Linked DNA regions of Anser cygnoides: all the other regions are linked to region 1. Evidence: chromatin contacts called from public Hi-C data. All regions are on one chromosome and are shown on one strand. The core of a region is the stretch at or near the end of the contact, and the rest is flanking DNA. Distances in the headings are between cores, read along the strand shown. Region 1 holds the start of ZCCHC14 (zinc finger CCHC-type containing 14). Region 2 overlaps ZCCHC14 (zinc finger CCHC-type containing 14). Region 3 overlaps ZCCHC14 (zinc finger CCHC-type containing 14).

Region 1 (4,180 bases), core at 1,352-3,851:
GGGCGCAGGCTGCACGGGCACCCCAGCACGACCTTCACTCACAACCCGCTGTCTTGAGCAGGCCGTAACATGAGCCCCCACAAACTTGATTTATTTTGCTGAGGGCGGTTCCTTGCTTTGCCGCTGGCTAGCCAGGAATTCTTGGTGGCTTGTGACAGAATTATATGTCATGCTTCCTTCGGTTTCCGAGGGCTTCATCCAAAGCCACTTCTAATCAGAGAAAAGGCTCCCGGTTCGTACACCACACTTCAGAGTAGAGTTTGCCTTCGTGTCTGGCATCAGGATGGGCAATTTCTGCTCAGGCTGTAAACCACAGACTCGCTCTTTAGCAGCAAAATTCACATCTAACTCGCACTCAGGCACAGGCTTAGACCTAGTTCCCGGGCAGAAAAGTTTAAGCCTCCAACTTGCTACAGACCAGGCGATCATCAGGTAGCTGACTTTGAGCACGGCGTAGTGCTTTCGGGATTAACGCCGGGATAAAGACGTCGATATAAGCAGCAGGGCCACCAGAGGACTTGGCGTCCTTAGGCCGACTGCCTGGCCTGTGCTTCGATTCAATGCAAACCTTTCCTAAGGGACTGAGAGCACTTCCTCTGTTTTCTGCACATCCCTTCCTCCGAGGGACAATACCGGGCACGGCAGGAAAAGGAAGTGCATACGGTTTCCACTGCATGATGGATCGCTACAAGGAGAGCACACAGAGAGGCTCTGGGATTTTCAAGGACCCTCTCACAGCAGGAGCCTGCCACACAGAAGCAGGGTTGTGTAGCCGTACAATATATGACATTATGCAACCCCAGTTAAGCGTCCTTCGGCTGCTTACTCTTGCATTTCAGAAGGACCTCAATAAATGCAGCCGATAGTCTGCGATATTCCAAAGGGAAATAAAAAAGGATAAACTACCGGTATTTGGAATTTTTGTGCTGCAGCAATTCGTCTTGGCAAGGTGTATAATGAGATTTGCAATAAACCCTCGCCCAAAGGAATATGCCTTTTCCTCTTATATGATACCGACAGGAGTGTTCGCACAACTGATGCAAAAGCAAGCAGCCCTCATTTGTGTGTTGTGTGCATCCCGTAAAGTTCACAGGCAATCAGCTCAAGACACAAGGTAATTGTGCTTAAGGAAATACCGACGTTAGCTCTTTTGTTTATCTGTGTTGCAGCGATACTGCACTTCTGCATAAAATAAAAGACACGGTCCCTCCTCCAAGGAGATTACAATCTATGCAATTCAGGGCTGGAACCAGCCGTTGCCTGCCCGGGGCTGCATTTAGATGTTTTCCTGGCCTGCTTCACGTAAAGATCCCCACCCGTACCATTCATCTAGCTGATGCGCAGCCTGGCCACGGGGCTACAACAGGCCCACAACTGAATCCCACAGAAAAACATGAAAAAAAAGGAAATTATGCATCCGCCTCTCGGCTGCTGGATGCCGTCTGTGCAATCTGTAGGCAAATCCAGCTCCGAGGGCAGTAAATCCGCCTCAAATTTTGCATTGCATGCATTGACGCTGCTGCCAGCCAGAATGCTGGCTTAGAAGAGTGGGAACGCGGGGAAAGAATTACCATTTTAAGAGGCCTTTACGGACTCTTTTGTTTCCATACTGTGTTTAGAGACAATCTGAAGTCAACTGCCAAACTGGCTTTGACTGCGGAGGCTGCTTGGTTTGGCGAGGCGACCGCTGGTGCCAGAAGCTTTATTGGGGTTTTGGCACTGGGTGCCCAGCAGCAGCCCATGCCATGCTACGCCCTGCCACCTCCACGTGCCAAATTTTAACATCGTGAAACAGGAAGATGAGGGAACAGGTCACTGCAGCCATGCCCCTGGTGCACCTCATGGCTCCTCACGGTCAAAATGAAGGTGTTTTTGACAGAAAGTGCCAGGAAAAGGGCACCTATCGCGGCACACTGGAAGTGACGAGTACAGGTGAGGAGGAGTCAGTGCAAATGGGGTGCAAATGTGGAAGGTCAGATGTGACTGAGAAAGTCAGTCAGTGTGTGGACAACTAGGTAAGTCGGTCTGGATGGGGGAACCACTAAAGAAGTCAGTCATGATGGGGCACCACTACAAAAATCAGTCAGGATGGGCGACCATTACAAAAGTCAGTCAGGATGAAGGACCGCCAAGTCAGTCAGTCAGGATGGGGCGCCCTGAGGGGACAGCAGGGACAAGCCCTGCCCGGAGGTGGGAACACACCAGAAGCTGCTCAGGCACAGCCCCGGGCCAGGGCCCATCACCACAGGCCCGGCCTCGTCACCACAGCCCCCGGCGGGGCCGGCCCTGTCGGTCACGGCCTCTGCCCGGCCCCTCAGGGACCGCCCCGGGGCTGAGCCCTGCCCCCTCCGCCCCGCCGCACCCAACCGCCGCCGCCGAGCGGCCCCACACAAAAGGCGGCCGTTCCCGCCCCTCCCCTATTTAACGGCCCCTCCAGCCAATCAGCGCCGGGAGGAGGGGCTAAACCCCACCGATCGACCCCCTCGGAGGACGGGAGGCGGGGAGGAGCGTGCCGCCGACCAATCGCCGCCCGCGAGTAGCGCCCTCGTCCAATGGGCGGCGCGGTGGGCGGGGCCTGGCGGCGGGGTCAGGCCGGGAGTGGAGGCGCTCCGCCGCTCCTTTCTCTCTCTCCCCTTCCCTCCGCTCCGCTGCCGGCCCGGGCCTGCTCACCGCGGGATCCCTCCGCCGCGGCCCGGCGGGGCGTGTGCGTGCTGCGGCCCCCGCGGTGCACCTCCGCCCGCTCGCCGCTTACCGGCCGGGGACTACTTCCCGCGGCCGCCTCGCTGCGGGACGGGGCCGGGCCCGGCCGGGGGATGGCGGCGAGCGGCTGAGGCCGGCGGCCGCCCCGCTAGGGACCGGGAGCAGGCGGCGGAGCCCCGCTCCGGGCCCTGCCAGCCGGGAACCCCGCGGCAAGGCCGCGCGGCGGCGGCCGCCTCGGGGGGGGGGCCCGGCCCGGCCCGGCCCTGCCCGCCGCCGGGGGCTGCCCCTCACCGCCGGGCCCCCTGGGCCCCCCTCGGCGAGGAGGGGGCCGGGCGGGGGCTGCGGGCCTGCGGGTTCCCCTCGGGGCTCTGCCCGCGGCCCCCCGGGCGAGCTCGGTGCGGGCCGGGGGCCGTCGGAGCACGATGGTGGAGAAGCGGTGCCCGCGGCTGCAGCGGGACGGGGTGTACCGGTGGTTCTCGGAGCTGCCGTCGCCTCAGCGCGTGGAGTTTCTCTGCGGCCTCCTGGACCTGTGCATCCCCCTGGAGCTGCGCTTCCTGGGGGCCTGCCTGGAGGACCTGGCCCGCAAGGACTACCACTCGCTGCGCGACTCGGAGATCAAGGCCAACAACCCCGCCGACCTGGGCAGCCTGACCAACCTGACGGACGAGGTGGTGCGCAGCAAACTTCTCGTCTCGCTCGCCCTGCTGGGCTCTGCCCACCGCGAGGCGGCCGGGGTGCTGTTCCGCACCCTCACGCACATCGACTCGGTCATCAACAACTATGGGCTGCAGCTCAACGAGGGCCGCACGGGGGACGAGTTCCTGTTGCTCTTCACCATGGCATCCAACCACCCGGCCTTCAGCTTCCACCAGAAGCAGGTGCTGAGGCAGGAGCTCACCCAGATCCAGAACATCATGGCCAGCACCAGCAAGAACCCCAGCACCTCTGCCCTCAACACCATGGCAACCTACCCTGGCTGCCACAAGGTGGGTATCCGGCATTCGCGTGCCGCCGTGGCCTTGCTGCGGGGCGCTCGGTGCCTTCAGCCAGGATTTTAAACCTCCCTTCTTCCTCCTGGTGTGCAGGCGTTCCGGTAGTAAATGGCAGCCTGGGAGGCTGGCAGAGATTGCTCGCCTGGATATGGTGATGGGGGCGGTCAACGGCAGGTGAAATAAAAGGGGCGCGTGGAGTTTTTGCAGGCTCGTGGCACTCGTTGGGAAGGGGTTCCCAAAACGATGGCCAGGCAGCGGCGTAAACGTTAACTGACTGCTTCTGGCCGTGCTTCTGCTGAGGGGGCTGCCCTGCCGGTTGCATGGAAGACCAGCAGTTTATTAGGGGAGATACACATCTAATGTCTCTGGACGTTGGAGCGAGCATCTGGTTAAAAATTTCCCTCGAAGTTGGAAGGGAGAGTCAGCTTTGGAAGTAGCTGTCCAGTGGCAAAGGCGTCTTGCTGGGTCTGGGTTTTGGTTAGGCAAAT
Region 2 (3,905 bases), core at 784-3,283, 33 kb after region 1:
TGTCTTGCAGGCTGCGGTGGGGTAGCAACTGGAGGATGGCGATGCAGCGTCTCCTCAGGTCCTGAGCTTCCAGATTTGTGACCACCGTGCAAGCCCTTGTGACTTGGGAAGCTCCTGTCTTATCTCCCTGCCTGTGTTAACAGCTATGCTGGCAGGACATGGCTGTGTGACACGACTCCTACTGCATCATAACAAAACGTAAAGGATGTGGACTTAATCGCAGAGCGGTATTTGCTTTGGCCTCGGCAATAGCATTTCGAATGCAAGCTTCAATAACTGATGCAATTCTGTGTGCAGTTGATAGCTACACGAAGAACATTTCTCATTTGTGTTTAAAGGAAAGTAGCAAAGTAAAACAATCTCCCCCCGAACGCCCCAGGAAATGTGATTGCAGAAAATCTCTGCTAGAGAATGAAGATGTTTCATTCTGTCGGCTGCCCTTTCAAAGCAGAGTTCAACAGAAGACAAAGGGCTCGTGTATTTCAAAATTAGATTTCTAGTAACTGTGAATACGTGGGAAGGGTTGTGTGGTATGTCCCCGTACTCTGTGCTCTTCTGAATGAGACCAGAGAAGTTGTACGTAGCCACAGCCTCGATGGGAGCCCCTTCTGCACGCACCTGCAAACCTCCTTTGTCTTTTTTTTTTTAATCCCTTTTGTGTTTCATTTGTCACCTCGTCCAAATCCGTTTTACCTGCCTGTTGTAGTTCCCCAGATAACTGTGGGTATAGCTCCATCACAAAGTCTTCAGTGCCCCCTTCCTGGAGCAGGTCAGAAAGCCTAGCAGTGGGTGAGATGCGTCCCCACGCACACAAGTCCTTCTGTTGGCTCATTTTACAGGGAAGCGCTGGAAGAAAGGAGCAGACAGAAAGGAAGGTATGCCTCCCACCGATCCCCTAGCATGACGATACGCACCCTTCCAAGCTGCCCTGGTGGTTCCTGCCCCATGCACAATGCCTGATGTGGGGGTGAACCTGTGCTACTCGTGAATGAGTTCCCGGTGGTTAGATCCAGACCAGAAGCTTAGATTTAAGGTGGTGCAAAAGTGCTTGCCCTGGCTGTCTCCTGAAATAGAAACATCGACTGTTTTTTTATACCTCAGATGGGGAAGCTTGAGCCTCGCTGAATTCAGCATCCTGAAAATACACCAGTCTTGTGGGTCCTGAAGTCTCTACAGTTTTTCTGGTCGTGGAGTCGTTTATAGTGACATTGGGTAGAGTCAGCTCTTTGCACAGTTTCCCATGGTTTTGAAATGAATACGGTAAAAATGTTTCCTTTTTTCCATTTTTAGACAATTTGTTAGACAGCGAATTTAAAATCCACTCGCTCCTGCTGGGTAGATGGCAGCTTTTTCTTCCTGAGTTTTGTGTGATTGATCGTTCTGAATAAAGTTAAGCTGCACGGTAAGTTTAGGAAGGCTATTTAATAAAATCAACCACCAGTTAAATAATACAAAAAAAAAAAATTCAAGAGCCCACATAACAAAAACATCGGATAACAAAGTAAGCAAAAACTTGATTATAAGACTAATTATACATTTCATATCGTTAGCTAGTTGGGGCATTTTTGCAGATCATTGGAAACAGTCTGGACAACCTATCAGCACGTTGCAGCTGCACGATGAACTACATTTCATGCTCTGGAACAGACCTCGTCTTACGAGATTCAGTGCGGGGTCACTGCAGAAACGTGTACCTAATGCTTCACCTTGCTAATTGCAATCATTTCCAGAGGATAAACTCGCCACAGCAGATTGTGTTAACTGGGTAAGCTCGGGCAGAACTTTAGCATGAAGAGGTCACGTAACTGTCAGCACAATAAAATCTACGAGTTGAGTTAAAGTTTGTTATTAACCCACAGAGTAAGCCAGAAATAGCTCCATTTTGTGTTGGTAGGTAATCCTGCGTTGCTTGAATTACTGTAGAGGAGTCATGAATAGATAAAAGAGATGATGTTTAGAAACTGTAGGAAATACAAATAATAATAAAATTTCAATAAAGCGACACTGGATTTACTGTAACTGGCAAATGCTGAGTAACACTTGCCACCTTCCTGGCTTTCTTTGTCCTACTCCAAAGCATACGTTGCTGCGGTTGATGCTAGTCTTTTGACCATTCAGTTCCTCGCTCGTCCTTCAGCTGTTTCAGCAGCAGCACGGTGATACCCCACACAACATCCGCCCTACAATTTCTCTCTAATTATAATCCCGAAATAAATATGCCGATCAATATTTGCTGTATTTTAACTGTCATCACAATTACAGGTGTCCTGAATTCTCTTAAATCAGTATGTTGAGGGAGATTTTTCTTAAAATTGCAGGAAAACCTTTGAACTGTGTGCGTGCTTAAATCTCCGTGCTGTCCAGGTAGCTCATCAATATCTGGCACGCAGCAGACGTGTTCCCGTGGTGCTGAGCGTGCAGCGTAGCAGCGCGGTAGTACTGTGAAGGCAGCTCAGAAATGCGAGAGGAATCCACTGAAAGCTTTAAGGGGAGCAAATCGCGACAAAAGGATAAGGTAGAAGAGAAAGTAGTAAGTAGTAAATTGACGTTATTCACAAGCATAGGGATTTGTGTTACTGTAATTGGGAATTACATGAAGAAGGAATGGCTGAGGATCATAAAGGGAGTGCTAAATTTGGTATCAAATACCCACATAAACATCTGCACATCTATTTAAAATTTTGCACTTCTAAAAATTTTGACTGCAAATAAATAAAACTCTAAGAGGAGGTCGGTTAAACAGCCAAGGGCTAGGTGGTAACATTTTTTAAATGACGGGACACAACAAAAAGGTTTCAATGGACAAGGTAAAGCCTCGTGATTATTTCATGGGGAGGAAAATTGAGCCCCAGGTTGGAGATGGAGCGCCTTGGCCTTGGGAATAGGCTGCTCATGTTATCAGGGAAGAGAAAGATATATGCGATAAACGTACCTCTGAGTCATACAGGTGACATAATGCATAAATAGTCTTGAAAACAAGTAAAAACGTTGTCGATTGTAGTTCCCCAGAAAGAAAATGTCAGGCTGTGGATTTTGCTCGTTTGAACTGCTGTGTGGAAATGCAATGCGCACAGCGTGCGTCCCTCCCGGCACCTGTTGTTGGCAGCTAACGTTCCCGTGACTGGTTTCATATAATTGCTTTTGAATTGTTAAGCCAATGCAATTGAGATTTTATGAAAAAAAAAAATATCTGTGTATCCCCACGGGTGCAGGCACAAGACAGGAGAAATTACAAGAGAAACAGAAAGGCAGTAAAATAATCTGGATAATGCTTAGCACAGTGAGATCTTTGATGCGTGTGGGAAATGAGAGGCTGCAAGGAGGTGGCATTTCAACGATCTGATGCCTAGGGCTGTGTCTGTAAAGGCTGTACACACGTGGAGATGGAGGCAGCGGGGTCTGGGCTGTGCAGCCCTTCCCTCCGTAAGATCCTGGTTTTGCTTTCGACTTACACAAATAGCAATAATTAAGGCTGAAGTTTCCCGTCAACCTGCACTCAAGGAGGAGTCGTGATGTCAACGGAGCAATAAAAAAGCACTAAACTCCTTGTAAAACCAGCCCCTGAAAACACGGTTTCCCTTAGAAGGATGCTCTTTGCTACGTGATGTTGCTCAGATAAACCCATCCCCTTTTGTCATGTCTGTTGTCGTGCCAGCGAGTGCTGTCATATGGCCAGGAGGAAACGAAGAGCTTTGCACTCGGTCTATTGTTTGGGTGGTGGTTGAAATTAAGCCTTTCTAAAGCTAGAATGGAAAGCAGGTCCAATGGGTATCACCTTCCCCATCTGCCCTCAAGTGTGCACCTGAAGCACTGCCGCCAGCCGTCAAACGCGCTGCGGGCGAGTTCTGGCTCTAGCTACGAATAATCACACCTGCATGCAGCTAAAAACATCCTCCTCATTCTTC
Region 3 (4,095 bases), core at 1,489-3,988, 49 kb after region 1:
AAATAACGGTGTCCCCTGCAATAATAAATCCCCGGACTGCTCTGTACACAGCCAACACCAAAGTTGCCTTTTCTGCAATGAGCAGCGTGCCAGTGGCGCCGATGCAAGGCAGCTTCTGCGCAAACAGCAACGCGGCCTCGTCCAGCAGCCACCCCTCCACGTCATTTGCGACCATGGCCAATTTGCCCAGCTGCCCTGCGCCCAGCTCCAGCCCCACGCTCTCGTCTGTTGCCGAGAACAACTTCTACAGCAGCAGCAGCAGCAGCAGCAGTAGCAGCAGCAGCAGCAGCAGCGGATCTGCAGGGAGCATCCCGGTACCAAACCAGAACCACCACCACCATCACCACCAGCAGCAGCAGCCGCAGCCGCCGGGGTGCATGGTGTGCAGCTCCTGCGGGTGCAGCGGGAACTGTGGTTCGAGCGGCATGACCGTCAGCTACGCTAACTATTTTCAGCACCCGTTTTCGGGCCCTTCCATGTTTACTTTCCCATTTCTGCCCTTCAACCCTTTGTGTAGTAACGGCTACATCAACACGCAGCAGTACAACAGCAGCACGACCTTCCCCGTGGTGCACACCGCGTACAACAGCGGGATAGCGCCGGACTCCGTGATGACCGGGCAGTCGACGTTTGCGGTACCGCCGATGCAGAACTTTATGGCAGGGACGGCAGGGGTCTATCAGGCACAGGGAATGATGGGGAACAGCAACGGTTCCAGTCACAAAAAAAATGGGAATCTCTCCTGTTACAACTGTGGGGCCAGCGGGCACAGAGCTCAGGACTGCAAACAGCCTCCCATGGACTTCAATCGACAAGGTAACAGCGGGCGGAGGGGTGGCACCGGGACGCAGCTCCCACGTCGAGCACGGGGTCTTGCTAAGGGAAGGGGAGCCACCGCCTCCCCAAGGCACGAGGAAGCGTGGTGGCGGTGCCGTATCCCCCTTCAGTTTGCACCTGCTTGCATAAAAAAGCCTTGTTGAGCTGCATTCGGAGCGGTGGAGCACACACCGAGAGAAGGAAGGTGTTTGTGTTGACAGGTGGCAGCAGAATTGTTGGTGCTGCTTGCACCTTGCAATCCGGGTCATTTTGGTTAGAATTTCAGCTTCCCCGGCAAGTTTACAAACTGAACATCTCTGTTCCCTCGTTCCCTTCTTCCCAAAGCAGTTACATAAACGAGGGATTACTGTCCGGGTCCTTAGGAAAGGTCCCCTGTAGGAGTTTGCAGCTCTATTTATTTTGTATGGCCTGTTGCTTCCGTGGTTCTCCTGCAGAGGTTTGAAATCCTTAATTCTGGGCGGGAGACAACTGAGAGAGAAATGTTAATTCACCGAGAGCACTTTGCAGCCCCGTTTTTCTTTGTTCTTTTGGTTGGCTCGTTGTTTTGAAAGCATTTTCATGTGATACAAACTTAAACGTTAAATACGAACTTCGACTGGAGCAAACAGCACCGAAGTGCTGTATTTTACACCGTGTCTTGTCCATAGCAAACGTCTGCATTAGTTTTTATACAGTGCAGGCGAGACCTCAAATATTTGATCATTATAAATTAACAAGTGACTGATTTCGAGGCAGCAATTACCAGCAGTGCGAAAATGTAAATAATGCATGGAGTTTCTGTGTCTAATATTTTGATAATGGCTGATGGGAAGGAAGTGACACTGACTCAGGCAATCCGAGCTGAGAGAACTTCGGAGCCGTAGTCTGCTGTCTTTTAAAGCTGCATTTCAGTGAATTGACCAGATTTAAACTATTTTTTTGCCATCCAAACTAATTTTCGCCAGCCCTAAAACCACACCTAAGCCAGCAGGTTTTGCTGTGTAAAGCTGTGCTTTGAATTTCATTCCTGCTGGGCGCAGACACGTGCTGGTTAGTCTTTTCTGCAGCATCACAGGGGTGCTGCAAACTGGCGTGATGCTGTAATACTGTGTTAAAAATCTAATAAGAAGCAGGTTCTTTTAGAAAGTTCTGAGGTGTGACCGGTGTGAAAAGCTTCATGTTGTCTAATTTTTCTGTTTCCTCTCCCCCAGGTACTTTTAGGCTGAAATACGCTCCTCCCTCTGAAAGCCTGGACTCCACAGACTGACATTTTTATCTGGCAAGAAAATACTGTAAGCCATGGAGATATAAGGAGACTGAACCACAAAACTGAGACGTCCAGTTGCTGTTAAGCTTAATGTATTTTTTAATCCAAAGGTGCTTTACTTTATTAGACTAGGTAGAAAATCTAGCTTAGGGGTGCATCGAACCCATATTTGATTGCCAAATTCATGCTTGGATCTTGCTGTTGGAACTTCTGACTACGTGTCATAGGACCGATGCGTACTGGATGGATGGTGGAGCTGGCCAGCTGCATTTTCTGTTGCAAGTACAACAACCTATGTACTTTTTTTGCTGGAGAATGTTGCCACACGTGGACTTTCTGAGGTGAAACGTCAAACTCCAGGGCAGCTACATTCTGAAGTGGAAGCTGGAGGCGGAAGGTAGGAGTGGCCGTTCGCCAGAAGGACTTTGGCACCCCTGGGCTAGGTAAAATGTCTACTTTTTTTCAAAAGTGATCAGGCACTAATCTCTGGGATTTTTAAGGATTGCACTACAGAAGAATGTAAAACTCTTCAAGCTTTCTGCACTTTTAGCAGACAGTGTCACTCTGAGACCAGTGCAAGAGGCAAAGAAGTTCCAACTTTTAAAAATTGGCACCAGCAGGCTACGTGGCTTAAACTACACAATACAAATCTTAAGTAAGTCTCTCCTTCCCCTTCCAAAAGAACACACGCAGCAGTTTGGGTTCCTTCTGGAAACAAACTTGTACTTCATTGTCTCACTTATTGCTAGGTAGTGCTGGGTTCCCAGCGGTGGAATAAGCTTAGTTTCCAAGGGTCCAAGTCCCAGAGACTCCAGAGTCATAAAGGCTTCAAGGATATTTTCCTGTAGTACACAAAACAACCTTTACGTCCTGTTACTGTATATAGGTCTCTTTCACAGAAACCTTATTATTCTGCTTTTGTAAATGAATTTTAAACCATCCTAAAAAAAAAAAAAGGAACTCTGGCAGCAGAGTTTGTAAGCTTTTGCTTTACTTTATATAAAACAAAACCTTTGACTCCTACCCCGAGGCTTTTGCTACAGGATTCAGAAGTGGTAGAAGTCAAACATGTAAAAGGTAGTAAACTTCATTATTATCAAGACTTTGAAGGATTTATTGTCAGCCTCCTTCGTTGCAATAGATTGTAGATGACTAGCTTTGGTGTTAACTACTTAGCGTACATAATTTGTGGGTGACAAATCTAAATTAGGACTTGAGAGGAAGCCAAACAAATCCTGAACTGCTAATTTGAAACAGTTTGGTCCTGTCTCGTTGAAAGGAGATACTAATCCTCGTGGCTCACCCGAGGAATTTGACACCATTAAATGGGTGAGGCCTTCTCTAGAAAATGTCTGACAGAGAGATATTTGCATACTGTAATTTGGAAGACACCTTTAAAGTCTGAAGCCTTGTTTACACTTGGAGGTATCCCTTACACCGATTCACACCAGGATGAGTAGTGTCCGTGGTGGGGCAGGTGGCTTTCGCTGGAAAGCGAGGGAAGCCCCGTCCGTGCAGAGCTGCTCGGAGGTCGGCCCTTAGCGAGGAACCAGCCGTGTGAGGGGGCTGACAGTCGAGACTTTCCTGGAGCACGTGAATAGGGAGGATGTTCCGGGCCACCCCCAGTCCTGCTTTCCGAGCGAGGACCGAGGAGGTGTGAGCAATGCTAGCGGGGCCAGACTGAGAAATGAGCATCCCCAGAGAGGCGCCGCGAGGTGGGACGGCAAAAACCCGAGCTCAGCGCAGGCACCTGCCTGCAGCTCGCACCGCTTTTGGCTTCACGGGAACCAAAGTCTCAATTTGCATAACGTTTGGTTTAAAAAAAAAAAAAATTATTTCTTATTCCTATGCAATGAAAACGAACCAGATTCGTGTGTTCTCAGCCCAGCTCACACTACACGCAGTGCTGCACACACCACTGGGATGCTTCTGTTGGCTCTGCCTGCTTTTCGAGGTTACCTGCATTGTAACGAGCAACCTTCAGACCTACAACACTAAAGTGATGAAAACTG

The links. A called contact is a pair of places that touch in the nucleus more often than the background predicts.
Region 2: a Hi-C map of liver shows a contact between it and region 1, with 3 times the contacts expected there. The contact joins the enhancer-like site here to the promoter of ZCCHC14 in region 1. A contact is called at or near these places in 5 of 7 Hi-C or Micro-C datasets (fetal liver, granulosa cells and liver).
Region 3: a Hi-C map of liver shows a contact between it and region 1, with 4 times the contacts expected there. The contact joins the enhancer-like site here to the promoter of ZCCHC14 in region 1. A contact is called at or near these places in 4 of 7 Hi-C or Micro-C datasets (fetal liver, granulosa cells and liver).

The regions. Positions count from the first base shown.
Region 1 is chr12:2,542,062-2,546,241 of Taihu_goose_T2T_genome, forward strand. It overlaps ZCCHC14 (zinc finger CCHC-type containing 14), which reads left to right and starts at 2,602. Exons shown (of 13, transcript XM_013197586.3): 1 at 2,602-3,686. The coding sequence starts at 3,123.
Region 2 is chr12:2,575,413-2,579,317 of Taihu_goose_T2T_genome, forward strand. The region is part of intron 2 of ZCCHC14 (zinc finger CCHC-type containing 14); the gene reads left to right. Among named protein-coding and RNA genes, the nearest start is that of MAP1LC3B, 29 kb to the right of the region's middle. Within about 2 kb of position 2,034, at least 1 of the 3 cell types and tissues checked has open chromatin away from gene starts, as enhancers often do. A contact at or near this core is called in liver, where this site is marked.
Region 3 is chr12:2,590,868-2,594,962 of Taihu_goose_T2T_genome, forward strand. It overlaps ZCCHC14 (zinc finger CCHC-type containing 14), which reads left to right. Exons shown (of 13, transcript XM_013197586.3): 12 at 1-816; 13 at 2,028-4,095. The coding sequence ends at 2,083. Among named protein-coding and RNA genes, the nearest start is that of MAP1LC3B, 14 kb to the right of the region's middle. Within about 2 kb of position 2,739, at least 1 of the 3 cell types and tissues checked has open chromatin away from gene starts, as enhancers often do. A contact at or near this core is called in liver, where this site is marked.